Regions from separate parts of the Sus scrofa genome. Here region 1 is linked to region 2. The links are chromatin contacts, called in public Hi-C maps. All regions are on one chromosome and are shown on one strand. The core of a region is the stretch at or near the end of the contact, and the rest is flanking DNA. Distances in the headings are between cores, read along the strand shown.

Region 1 (6,788 bases), core at 611-3,110, 85 kb before region 2:
TGTCTTACAGGTTTAACTTGCATGTAAATAGCTCGATCTTGTCTAATAGGACTCCTGACCTTCCTGCCATCAAAATTATGAAAAAAGGTTGCCACTGATTTTTCTAACCTTGTTATATTTGCTTCACATTTAAGTTATTGATCTACTTAGATATTATTTGGGCATAAGAAGTGAGGTACTTCAGCCTTTCTTCCCCTAATGGCTTGTCTGCCACAATGACATTTCTAACTTATTCACGTTCTCACGTTGACCTAAAATACCATTTTATTTATATTCTAAATTCTCCAATGTACCTGGGTCTATCTATATGATCTCTCTTTTCCACTAACGTCTTTGTTATTTCCTGTACTTTCTCTACAGTGTCTTTCTGTATTTCCTGTGATTTCTCTACCCATGAAATGTCTTCATGTTGGTTGGGTAAAGTGAGTTCTCACTCATTATACTGTTTACAGTGGTACTGGCTCTTCTTATGCCTTTATTATTCCGCTTTAGCTTTGTATCATGTTGTTGGATTCTCCAAAAAGTCCTCCTGTATTTTGATTGACGTTACAGTTGCTTCAGGGAGAGTAAGCTATGTTGTTTCATTTACACCATCTTCTTTTATGTCCCAATATTGATCAGGTTAGGCTGGACTATGCGGCAGGAATAGTCAAATCTCTAAATCTCAGGGGATTAATTCTACACAGTTTTGTTTCTTACTCATACAAATTCCAATGCAGATCAGCAGCTATCCAGGTTGGGGTCCTCCCTACAGCGACTTAACCGTCCAAGCTATTTTAAGCTCATAGCTTTGCTGTCTCAACCTGAGGCCTCCCTGGGCTGAGGAAGAGATGGTTAATGCTCCACCATTATCCATGTTCTCCCTCGAATTTCCAGCCCCCTGGTAAAGCTGGAGGACTGATTCCAGCTAATGGGAAATTGATCCCCGCAGTCTCCTTCCTTGCTGGCCAATTGCTGAGGCTGCAAGTTGAGGCGACAGAGCCCGAGACAGACCCCTTCTCAACAACTGAGTCACTTTATGGGAGGCGGTTGCCCTGGAGACTCACCTGGCTCGCATGAGACCCGGTGTGCCTTCCAAGTAACATGTATTGTATTTAGGTCACTGAGACTCTTCGGGTAAAGGGCTGCTCCAGTAAAACAAACAAAAGGTCTTGTCCTGACTGATACAGAAATGGATACCAAAAGGGATATGCAGCTGAAGGAAAAAAAAAAAAAAACCTTAAAATAAGGGCTTAGCAATCAGGTGGTAACAAGGAGGAAACTGAAGTCAGAGGCTGGAAAGAAGGCAAAACATTTGATAAGATGTGTCTTGGGATTCCCTTGAAGGCAGATTGTTTACCTTTTGAACTTGTAGTTCGGGGGGAAATGTTGGAAAACAGAACATTCATTCTTTTTTTTTCTCCCTTGCCACACCTGTGGCGTATGGAAGTTCCTGGGCCAAGGATTGAACCTGTGCCACAGATGTGACCTACACCACGACTGCAGTAACTCTGGATCCTTAACGCACTGTGCCACAGGGAATTTCCTGAACCTTAACTCTATATGTGGTTGCTACTTATTGTATATGGCAAAGTATTGAAAGAGGGTGAGATGGTGAGACAGAGTCAGAAAGGGTTGGCAAAAAAAAAAGAAAAAAGAAAAGCAAAGGCATGAAGCTCATATCAGAAGTCCCTCAAAGAGAATGTTAAATATCGTTCCTTTCTCATAGAAACATCTAGAAGCAGATGGATGGGGCTTACTCTGTGTTTGAGAGAGTTGTGAAGTAGTGACAAAGAAGCCATGAGCCTGAACTAAAAAAACCTAAGACCTAAGGCCCCAACCTCCATTCTAGGCAGGAAATGGGCTATGAAAGCTGTACACTTGTGTCGAGGCAACACCCACAATACCCTCTTCAGGTGTGACTGAGAAGGTAATAGCACAGGAAGGACTGATCAGAGGAAGCCAAGTCCCCAGGAAGCTCTGGGGTTGCCCCACTCCTTGGAAAATGGCCCCGGAAGTTGAGTCTCTATCCATGGCCCTGTCACCTGTCAGAGGTGCTTGAGCCAGCATAGGGTGGTTGTCTTAAATTTCACTCATCAGAGTCGGTCAGATGTTTGAGACTGGGACTGACGTGTTAATTCCAAGGTAATAAGAACTACGGCTGTGTGGGGATGGCCGTCTCTCATCCATCAGGTGTGCCAAAGATTCTATAGAGAAATCCGATCCTTTTTTTTAAAGAAAAAAAAAAGGCTTCTTATGCAGAAGCAGAGATCAGCAAACAAACAAACCATATTTATAGGGCGAGAAGAGAAAGAGAGAGAGAGAAATATGCATCTGCTTGTGTTCTTGGGAGTTTCTAGTCTTCCTGGCCATCCCTGGTTCAAGTCCCTTGAGGACCAGCTGCGTTCGTTCCCGAAGACAGCCCTATGTCATTACAGTCCCTCCCCTTTTCTTGTCCAAGTTTGATTGAATTGGTTTCTATTTCTTAAAATCAAAAAGGACTGTGACGGAGGAAGTTACCAAACCTCATCACAGAAAAACATCTCCAGGAAAGGACCGCCCCTTCCTTCCTGCTCTATTAGTTATAAGTGTGGTCACAGCCATGGCAGTGAGAGTTCTCAGCACGGTCAGATTTCAAAGTCATCATAAGAGAAGAAGGGGAGCTGGAAAATTGGCCTTTACTTCCACCCCCATCTACACTGGCTTTTTTTTTTTTTTTCTTTCTTTTTAGGGCCGCACCTGTGGCACATGGAGGTTCCCAGGTTAGCGGTCCAATTGGAGCTGAAGCTGCCAGCCTACGCCACAGCCATAGCAACGTGGGATCCAAGCTGCGTCATCGACCTATACCACAGCCCACAGCAAAGCCAGGTCCCCGACCCACTGAGTGACGACAGGGGTCAAACCTACATCCTCATGGTTACTAGTCAGATTCGTTTCTACCGCACCACAATGGGAACTCCTATTCAGCAACTTTTAATCACACTCCAAAATCCAAAATCCTTATCACAGTGTACAAAGCCTTCTCTGATCTATTCCTTGGTCACCTCTGAATCATCTCACTTTTTTATCCTTATTCACAGCACGCCACCTACACTGCATCCTTACATTTCCTCCAGCAGGCTTCTCTTTCAGGAACTTTTTTTTCTTTTTCTTTTTAGGGCTGCACGCTTGGCATATGAAAGTTCCCAGTCTAGGGGTCAAATCAGAGCTGCTTCTGATCTGAATGCCAGATCCATGCCACATCTGCAACCTACAAAGCTTGCAGCAACAGATCCTTAACCCACTGAGTGAGCCCAGGGATTGAACCCATGTCCTCATGGATACTAGTTGGGTTCTTAACCCATTGAGCCACACGGGAATTCCTATTTCAGGGACTTTGCACTTGCTGTTCCCTCTGTCTAGAACTCTAGACTTACAGGTTTTCACAAGGCTTACTCCTCAGGTCACTTGAATGTCACCTCCCCAGGGAGACTGTCCCTGGATACCTTAGCATTTCAGAGTGACATCTGTCATTTTCTAGTAGAACTTTACTCTGCTTTATTTATTTTTTCATGGGACTAAATACCTGGCCCTATGCTGTGTATCTATTTGTTTAGTAATTTGTGTCCACCGTTAAAATGTGGGCTTCACGAGGTAGGGAATCAAACTTTTTTTTACTCTAATGTCCTTAGCACCCAGAACATCATCTGGTAAATAGTTGCTGCTCAAACATTATACTTAAATTACTAAATACTGAATGAGTGAGTGAATTGATGAACAGAACAAAGTGAAAGCTTGAGCCAGTGTTTGCATTAGTATGAATAGGAAAAGTGAGTTCTGCAAGGCAAACCCAGGGAAGTGACTCAAATGCTGGCATGGATCCATTTCCCACGGGCAGCAAACTGTCCTGGGCAGCCAGAGGTGAGGCTCTGATTCATCATCTTCTTGGCTCTTATGATAAACTTTTAGAAAAACACAAAGCAACTGGTTTCTTTGTTCTTTAATATAAAACCTGTCATGCTTAGTAGGCGACATGGAAATTCCTTTCTTCATCATGGATCATTTGAACTTTGCCAGAAAATCACTTATGCTGCCGCTATCTATGCTGGTACCATTCTATAACTAAGGATGGTAGATGATGTCAACTTCCCTGCTTTCCATTGGACAGAATTATGATACATCCTGTCCTTCCTTACCCAATAAACCAGCGGCGGTATTCAGTGATACGGTCAAGACAAGAACCCAGCAGTCCTGAAATGTAACTGAGCTCCATTGTCAGAGTATTCACAGTTGATGAAATCCCACAGATCCTGCAAGTATACTTAGTTATTAAATATTATTTGTTAAGTATATGTATAGGTCTTGTTGACTGTTTAGTATGCTTCTAAAATCCAGGGCAAACTATATTTTCAAAGGAAATTTCTATTCCTTTTGCAAATGAAATTTTATTTTTATTGTAAGTAATATGTTTTAATTGTAGACATCTTAGAATATACAGTTAGACAAACAAAAGACCATGGAAAACACCTATAATTCTGCTATACAATTAACATTTATTTGTATAGCTTCCAGTTCTGAGAATTCATCAAAGAGATGAGCTTCACCTTCTTTTTTCTTTTTTTTTTTTTTTTTTGTCCTTCTCTCTTTTTAGGGCCGCACCTGCGGCATATGGAGGTTCCCAGGCTAGAGGTCGAATTGGAGCTGTAGCCACCAACCTATTCCAGGGCCACAGCAACGCGGGATCCAAGCCACATCTGCAACCCACACCACAGCTCATGGCAACGCCGGATCCTTAACCACTGAGTGAGGACCGGGATCGAACCTGCATCCTCATGGATGACAGTCAGGTTCATTAACGGCTGAGCCACGATGGGAACCCTGAGCTTCACCTTCTTGTACTGAGAAGATCTTCTTGAAAACATATGGGCTGTATGCAAAACTAATGCTATTGGATAAATGCCTTTTATCAGCATATTTCTTAGACAATAACATCAAATCTACCATTCACAAAAGTTCTGCCACTTGAAGGTTGTTTTAACCGTTTTTCTTTTTGAGACAACCAAAGAAAAAATTGACATAGGTTGAAGCTTCAGCTCAGATTCAGTCCCTGGCTTGGGGAATTTCATATGCCCTGGGTACGGCTGAAAAAGAAAATAAAATTAAAAAATAAAGGAGGAATTGGTGCTCCCTCCCCACCCCTTACCCCATCCTCTCCAGAACTTCCAGAAATATGCAAAAAGACATGCAAAGACTCAGAGGCAGCCAATCACCAAACCACAGGGAGACCTCTGTGACTAAAAAAAATGATAGAAAGAGAGTGAGTTCTTAGATTCGGTCTACTGATGCGTATAGAGACAGTTACAAACAGGGGTGGTGGATATAGGAAGAGAATTATCAAACTGTGGTGTTCTAGTCACAGAACACAGAATTAATTCTGCAATTCTTCTTTCTGTAATTCTGGTCCATCCTTTTTAGAGCCCTTCTTTGCTCACACTTTAAAGGTCAGCAATCTCCACATTCTTCTCTTGGTCTTGGCTCTCTTTTGTTCTTCCCAGAAGATCCTGCTGTTTCTCAAAGGGTCTGATCTGCCTCCACCCCTTTTCCCTCCACAGAGGACACTCCATCTCCTGTCTTCCAGGGCTATGCTTTCTTCCATCAGGGTTCTGCTCAGACATAACCTCTTCAGAGGAGCTTTCTCTGATCCCTTACTCTCCTTCATTTTCTTTGAGAGCACTAATGGTATCTGGCATCGTGTGCTGTTTTATTTATTGTGGGTCTCCTTCCCACTAGGATGTACGTTCTGTGATGTGCGAAACTTTGTCTTCTGTTCACTGATGCATCAATATTCAGCCATCTAAGTAACGTTACCAGTATAAAGTAGACACTAAATATTAAGTTAATGGATAGCTAGGTGGATGAGTACATGAATTAATGATAGAATGAACTCATACTGTCCATGGATTCAGCTCTACCCAATGTGCTGATAACTCCAAAATCTGTACTTCCCGTCTTCACTCTCTTGAGTACGAGATCCACTTATGCAGCCTAGTGTGGGTCATCTGTGCTTGAGTGTGATCTAGACACACTCAAACTAAACATGACCCCAACAGAACTCATCAACTCTCCATAACCTAAACTTGCCATTCTTTTATGTTCCTTTTTTTATGAATGGCTCCAAGTTGCCCAAACCAGGAACCTAAGAATCATGCTCTATTGGTTCCTCTCTCTTATTCTCACATCCAATCATTAAATCCTTTTAATCCTACCCCTTTGTTTCAATGCCCATCCTGTGCAGCCCCACGAACATTGTACCATCCACAGGTTTATCCTTTATTTCCTGCATTATTGCCTAACTACTCGCCCTACTGCCAATCTTGTCTCCCCACCAATTCATACTCCACCCTGCTACCAGGGAAATCTTTCAATTGTACTCAATATTCTCCAGTGGCTCCTCTTTGCTGTGGAATAGTGCTCAAGCTTCTAGGCATGGCTTACAAAGCCATTTAAGAATCAGTCCTTCTCTAACTCCTAAAATTTATTTCTTGCCATTTCTTCTTTCATCTCCATCTTGCTCTGACACTGTCACTCACACTAACAATGTTGCACTTGCACAATGATCATGTGCAAAACATATTTGGAATAAATATTTCTGGTCACATTCTCAAAGAAGTATTTTTTCCTTGGTTATGCAGGGTCTTCATGTTTCTAGGTAAAGAGGGCGTCCTTAGAGACAGAATATCTGTCGATGACCTCACTTCTGGCTAAGACCTTTTCTGGAAAGGGTACAGTTGTATCTTCTGAAGGAGCCTCTACAGATGTGTGAAAGGAGA
Region 2 (7,006 bases), core at 3,941-6,440:
TGCCCCTGGAGAGGGGAGAATTTGCCTTCTCCGTTGCCTTCCCTCTCCTTGGGCTGCCTCCCTTTTTTAAGCCTTAAACACGTTCTAGTGTCTTGCTTTCAAAAAGAAAGGAAACTTCTTTGACTCCACCTCCACGACAGTCCTATCTTTTGCTTCCCCTTCAAGGCCACTTTTGACAAAGTTGTTTGAAGGGCTGTGTCTGGGTCCTCGCCTCCCACTCACTCCTCCCTTTCCTTGAATTTGGCTTCCAGCTCCACCACAGCCAAGAAGCACGTTTGTCAGTAAATCCCCAACGATTTCCCCGTGGCTCCTTTCAGCGGCCACTTCTGGGTCCTTAACTCCTCTGTCGCATTGCTGGCTCTAAAACCCTGCAGGAGAGTCTGACACCCCAATCTCCGTCTCACGCCCCCTGTGTGCTTCGTTTCTTTCTCTGGCGATCCCCAAAGGTCAGTCTCTCTCCAGGCCCGCTCCGCGGCTCCTTCCTCTCTTCTCCAACACTCTTTCCCTCGGTGAACTCATCCACTCTCTCAGGCTCCATCAACACGGTGAACAACTGTCCCTATTTGCCCCCGAGGTTCTGGCTGCTTAGGAAAGCGACCCTTCCCCCAACTGCCCGGGTTGGGATGGAAAAGAGCTCTGTGGTCCCCTCATCAATGACCATTTGTATGCAGATGACACCGAATGTAAGCCCTAAAGCTCGGTGGCTGAGAGGGTGGGCCCTGGGGTCTGCCCCCTGGGTTTATATCCTGTTCCGCCACCCACTAGCCTGAGACCCAGGGCGCCTGAGAATTCTCACTTAGAAAACAGAAGTGATACCCTGGATGTCTTAAGACGGGAGGGCTAAATGAACACAGGCAGAGTCCTTGACGTGAGGTCCCCCCTATTTTTAAGTGCTTGCTAAGTTTAGCTAGCCCAAACTTGTCTCCTGAGTCCTGACATATTCAGGTGAGTAGAATAAAGTTCCAAGGTGGGAGGGTGGGGGGTGGGGCACCCAGTAACTGTGTTGGTGTGAACCTTTTATCACTTCTGAATTCTCTAGACGCCCTTAGCCTCCCATCACACTGTGGCTGAATTCCTAACATAATTCTCTTGTGACCTTTGAACAGTCTTCCCGAAGGTAAATATTGATCGTCCATGGGAATGATGGCAGCATATCTTGCCATGCATTTTCAGAGAGCTGCTAGGTAATTTATGTTTTCAACATCGGCAGGGCATAACTAGGTGGAAATAAACTCTGCTTCTAAAATGCCTGGGTCCGGCCATTTTTATTTGTCATGACTGTGGCCATTTCCATTGTCTCTCAATCATCAAAATCCTTCCATGACAGCTCAGTTCAACTATGTCTTGGCAATAATTAAAAAAAAATAAGATAACTTTTGAAAATAGACTTTAGGGAGGAAGGTGTTGCAATTCATTTGGGGAAGCTGAGCGTAGCGACCAATTTCACTGCTGTTTTAGAGTCTATGGTGGACTTTTCTACTTTTCATAGATTTTTCTTAATCCTTAAGGAAGCGGGTCTTACTTTGAAACATTTTCTAAAACGGGAGTTTTTATTTTACACGTGTTTTCTCATATTTCTCGATTTCGTACCTCTACTTTCATCTGATAGGCTGGCATGACTCCAGCATTTTGCATTTTTCAACTTTGTTTTTTAACCTCGGGTCTCAGCCTTCCTTCCGTGCATCTCTATAATTCAGTCTGCGGATGAATTATAGAGCTTGTGTATAGCCAGAGGGCTTTTTCTTACCTCTTGATGTTTGCTCTGTGACTCAACATTGAGTGTTCCCTAACCCTTCCTCCACTGAAATTCTGTTCCCTCTCTAAGACTCAGTTTAAAACACGACTCTGTTTGAGCGCCTTCCCTATTTTCCCAGACAGAAAAATCTCCCCTTTCTCTGACAGATGCTTGATTTAGCACTTGGTTCTGTTTTAGCCTCTCACTAACTGGCCGTGTGTCCTTCTACCTCCGTACATCCCCAGGCCTGGGTGGCAGAAGCAGATCTCATCCGTCTTGCACCCCGGCCAAGGACCAGTGCCTGAGACAGAATAGTTAGTGTCCACTGAGGCTTTGCCCTATGCAAGGCCTATTCTATTCTCCCGACCTAGTGAGGTAGGAGCTATTATTCTCTCCATTCTATAGATAAGTAAATTGAGACTTAGAGAAATTATGCCAATCACCCAAGGTTGTACAGCTAGTAAGCAGAGGCAGCAGCGGTCCCTTACTGACAGTGACTATTCGGATTGATGAGCTAAGCTTAAGATTTTGTTTTGCTTCTTCTTCTTCTTTTTTTTTTTTTTTTTCCTCCTTTCTGGCCACACCCATGGAATAAGGAAGTTCCTGGGCCAGGAATCTGAGCCACTAAAGCTGCAGCCCACGCTATAGCAGTGGTCATGCTGGATCCTTAACCTGCTGGGCCACAGTGAGGAATTCCTTGTTTTGCTTCTTTAGGAGGAAATACAGCCCCAGAGCCTGAGCTTTTAACCTCTGCTATAAATATCTGCTGAAATCAAGGAGAAAAAATTATCTTGCCTAGAAAAAAATTTGCATGTTGTTTTCCTTTTTATTCTCTATTGAAAAACAAACAAAGCTATGTTTTAGCTTTAAATGTTTCCCTAAGAAAGCCGGGCAGGTATGAGGTCAGCCTGGTTCAGTCTTCGCCACTGAGAGTTCAGGAGTCCTCTGAGTAGGTCAGTGGGATACACAGTGCTGCACTAAAGCTACATTTGTGTTTCAAGTTTTTCTATACTTAGGTTGACTAATTGAGATGCCAATCTCTCTAGATTCAATGTTTCCATGGCTGAAAAGGGTGGGGGATGAAGATTGCTCATAATGACTAAATTGTTTTCAACTAATGAACTGGCTGGATTCTGAAAATTCTGTCTCCAGAAATGGCTACAAAAGGCCATTTAACCAGTGGTGGGAACACAGCTGAGTCAGCAGGCTGAAGGTTTCTGTCATCTCCAGGGCTTACTTCTTTGTGTGTCAACCTTGAAATGGGAGAAAGAGCCCTGATTTTCCTCTAGGGGCTCTGGCTCAGAGAGCTTTTAAAATGAATATTATTTTACTATTGCTGTGGGTACCATTACTAACGATATTACCTAGTATTCAGATAGTAAGCACAATAATGTTTCTATGGGGAACAAAGTTTTTGAATTGAAAAAATGGGATTCTGGAAGTTCTCTGATGGCCAAGTGGGTTAAGGCGCCTGCGTTTTCACTGCTGTGGCTCCAGTTGTCATTGTGACACAGGTTCGATCCCTGACCTGGGGACTGACTTCTACGTGCTAAGGGCATGGCAAAAAACAAAAACAAAAACCATCAAACAAAACAACCAAGAGAGCACTTGAAATAAACATTGCAACTCTCATTAGAACAAAACAAAAAAGAAAAATGGTATTCTAAGAGCCAGCCTCTGTCTGCCCTGCTCCCCCCAACACTCTTTAGTGAGGGATCTGGGTTCCCAGGGCTCTGTGTGTGGGTTTCCCCCCAACACTCTTTAGTGAGGGATCTGGGTTCCCAGGGCTCTGTGTGTGGGTTTCCCCCCAACACTCTTTAGTGAGGGATCTGGGTTCCCAGGGCTCTGTGTGTGGGTTTCCCCAGGTTCAAGACTGCAAGAGGGGAGGGAGCTGAGGGAACAAGAATCCAGGCTGCAGAACTGAAGGCATCGACTGCCCTCTGACACCAGGCATTTCCCAAGTCCTGCTTTCCTCTCTTCGGATCTGAGTTTGGCCCTAAGAGTTACTTCCTACTGCATGTCCAGCAGAGCTCTCAGCTTCTCCCCTATCCCTCGGTAACAAAAACAAGCCAACAGCTCAGCGCTGCCTACCTTGGGTTAATTGTGGAATGAAATGAAATGCTCTTTAAACTCCAGGGGTGTTATCTGTTGTTATTCTGAGCCACCGCAGCATGTGTGGGGGTGGGACTTAGCAGTTATGGGAGCTTTCTGAGTTAATGAACTCTTTGTCTTATTTACTAACTTAACTTGTTATTTAGTCACGTTATTTAGTACCCACTTCGATAGCATCCTAAGTGTTTTACCTCCTTATCTGTTGACTCCTTTAAGACCTCTGTGAAACTGGTACTTTTTCTCCATTTTGCACATTTGAAAATTAAGTTTGAAAGACTGAGTCATCTGTCAAGGTCATCCATCTTATAAAAAACAGAGCTGGGAATCATAACTGATGCCAAGGCTTTGCGGTCAAGCACAGCATACGAGATCGCACAGACAATAGAGGTTACACCTTCTTTTTCCAGTTCAGAACTGGCTGTTTCCTCACACTACTATGCTTTTAGAGATTGAGTAGTTTATAAATCACAAATCCCTATTACCAAATGACAGTTGTCTCTTTAGGGCTCTTTAGTTAGGCAGGGATGGGGTAGACTGGGCTAGGATGCTGATTCCTTACTATGCTAAGTGCCCAAGAGATGAAAGGCTGGTCAGAAATGCGAAATGAATGCTAAAAATAAAATGGGAAAATTGGAAGGTACTTACTCATTAAAGTAACTGGTGATTAAAAAATGTACCTCTCAGACGATTCTCGATCTCTTCCCTGGACAGACTCCTTCGCTTCTTGCCGGGAGGTCGAAGTTCAGGTTGAAGAGCAAGGCAGCTAAGTTCACCTCTGGGTGCTGCTTACGGGCATCTGGGGAGAAGATGCCATTTCCGGTGGCATCGGGGGCAAATGACACAAGTCAGAGTCAGCATTTTACTTTTTGCCTTAGGAAACGGAAGACCAATGACCGAAGCTTTAAGAATTGCGCAAACATGAAGACAGAGCGGAAAGTAAATCGTCATAGAGCATCTTCCTGGAATTTGGCTCTGAGCTTGTTTTCATTTCACATTTCTCAGTAATTTGAAGGTAACCTCTATTGACTCTTGCTTCGTTTCCTTCTAACAATTCAGACCCTGGGCTCTGGTGACCCTGATGTGGGTGGTTTATTCCTGGCTGAGAAAGCTATTGGGGGTGCGGGAGGAAGGGAAGACATGAGGGGAAAGGAAGTGGAAGCAAGAAGAGAGTAACAGGAAAAAGGATAAGAGGAAGGCTGCCCCCTTTTCAATTCATTTTGTAAAGAAACAATCCTGCACTTTTGGGCAGCGGCGTCACAGTGTACAAACCACTTTCAAATCACTTCCCTTGCTCCTCCCACCCCTCCGTGGGTGGAAGACGAACCCATCGCACAGCTGTAGAAAACCACAGCCTGAGCTCCAGGTAAACACAGACAGTGGCAGAGCCACGGCGCCTCTCTGTTGCCTCCTCTACTGTTCTGCTTGAAACCAGCAGGTGACCAGGGGGAAAAGGAAGTGGTCCTCGGATCACATAAGCTCGGAGCTTTGTTTTCTTCTGTTGTCTAAGGACAGGATTTGGAAGAGGAGAAATACCACCTCCCCTACAGACGAAAGAGCTGGAGGACATACATCGAAAAAAAGAGGAAACGAAGTTTTAAGAAAGTTTTCCCCCCAACCACGAACCTTCTAGAGGTGTGTTCAACACTTTAGGATAGACTCTCTCTCCTTTACATTACATGGTATAAAATACCTAACAAACGAAAGTAACAGATTCCAAAACTGTCCTGAAATACATGCCCTTTGCACCTAGATTTTGCTTTTGTTTTTAATTCTAGACTTTAGGTAAGCTGGCCAATAAAAAGACACCGTTGTCTTTTCTTGAAAAATGTCCTTTTACTTTACTTGACTGACTGCTCAATGAATGGCTTAAAAATTAATCCCACACATGACCCATTGCTTTTATCCCCTCATCTATAGCCCCAAATCACACTATTTAGCATTTTTCCCCCATGAATCTTCAATCAATCGTTATTGTACCTCAAGGCAGGGCTGCATTCAGAACCCAAATGATAACTTTGGTATTTTAAAATTCAGAGTGGTCAGTGACAAAACTTTGCAAACGTGCCATTTACTTGATGCTAGCCCTTCTACAAATGAGTTGCAAATCTAACGTTAGTATTTTCAAATGCAGAGTAGGCCACGACATAGCTTTGAAAACGTGCCATTATTTGATTCTAGCAATTCTATAAACGAGTTGCAGATCTTTCCAGTTCTCTAGGTTTTAGCTAGTGTGTACATTGTGAGAATAAAAGAACATTCTAGAGGAGGATGACTAAAATTCACATAATCATCCTAAAACCAGAGAAGAGAGGAGCTGTAATAATGCAAATGGTAATCTTGCTTATACTCTTTAAATTTAAAACAAATTTGTTTGAGACCAAGCAACAGATTTTTCCGCTGATTTTCTTACTTCCAAGAACTTATTATGATAAATGGAGACAGTTACTATTGCTATTCTGGCCCCATTTCGTGTTCCGCAGCTCAATGAGGCTGGCTTTCTCATCCAACAAAACTTGGCTTTTTCCTAAAAGATGAGAACTCTGCATGTATAATGTTTTACACTTAGAATGTGCTAGCTCATGACAATCCCTGTTCATGAAGTAAGGCCAGCTCAAATTACTATTTTCACTTTGCAGATGGGGGTAACTGAGGCCCTGAGGGCTCAAGTCACCTTGTTGGATCAGGGCAGGGACCTGGAGCTCTTCTGACTGCGAAGGGCCCCTGTCACAGCCCTCTCCAGGGGGTGGGAGGCCAGACAGGGCACACTGCCCCCCTGTCATTCTTTAATCATTTTGGCTATTTCTAGAAGCTGTTTAATGCACATGGCACAAAACTTCAAAAGGTACAGGTGGTATGACTGAGAAGGCAGTTCCCCTCCCTTTCTTGTTCCCCAGTCCTTCATTTTTCTTTCGAGAAACAGTAGTGTCATTGGCTTCTTGTCTACCAGCAATATGCTATTTAGATAGTCTATATATTGCTCTGAAATATTTTGTTCTCTCTTTGTTTCTGAAAGCGTCAACTTCCCTTTTTACTGAAGGCCATTGTCTGGAAAGACACAAACACCACTTAGACGTTAAATAGACAGACTAGACATTATACTGCAGAAAGTCTTCGGTAAACTGATCATCCAGATAGTTCCTCTATGGTCAGGCCACTCAA

What was found. A called contact is a pair of places that touch in the nucleus more often than the background predicts.
Region 1: a contact with region 2 is called in a Hi-C map of liver, with 6 times the contacts expected there. A contact is called at or near these places in 1 of 5 promoter capture datasets (liver), 12 of 47 Hi-C or Micro-C datasets (blood, embryonic fibroblasts, liver and 2 more) and 1 of 2 datasets of targeted methods (skeletal muscle).

Annotation. Positions count from the first base shown.
Region 1 is chr5:77,862,138-77,868,925 of Sscrofa11.1, reverse strand. No RefSeq gene overlaps it. Among named protein-coding and RNA genes, the nearest start is that of RPAP3, 200 kb to the left of the region's middle.
Region 2 is chr5:77,779,820-77,786,825 of Sscrofa11.1, reverse strand. No RefSeq gene overlaps it. Among named protein-coding and RNA genes, the nearest start is that of AMIGO2, 140 kb to the right of the region's middle.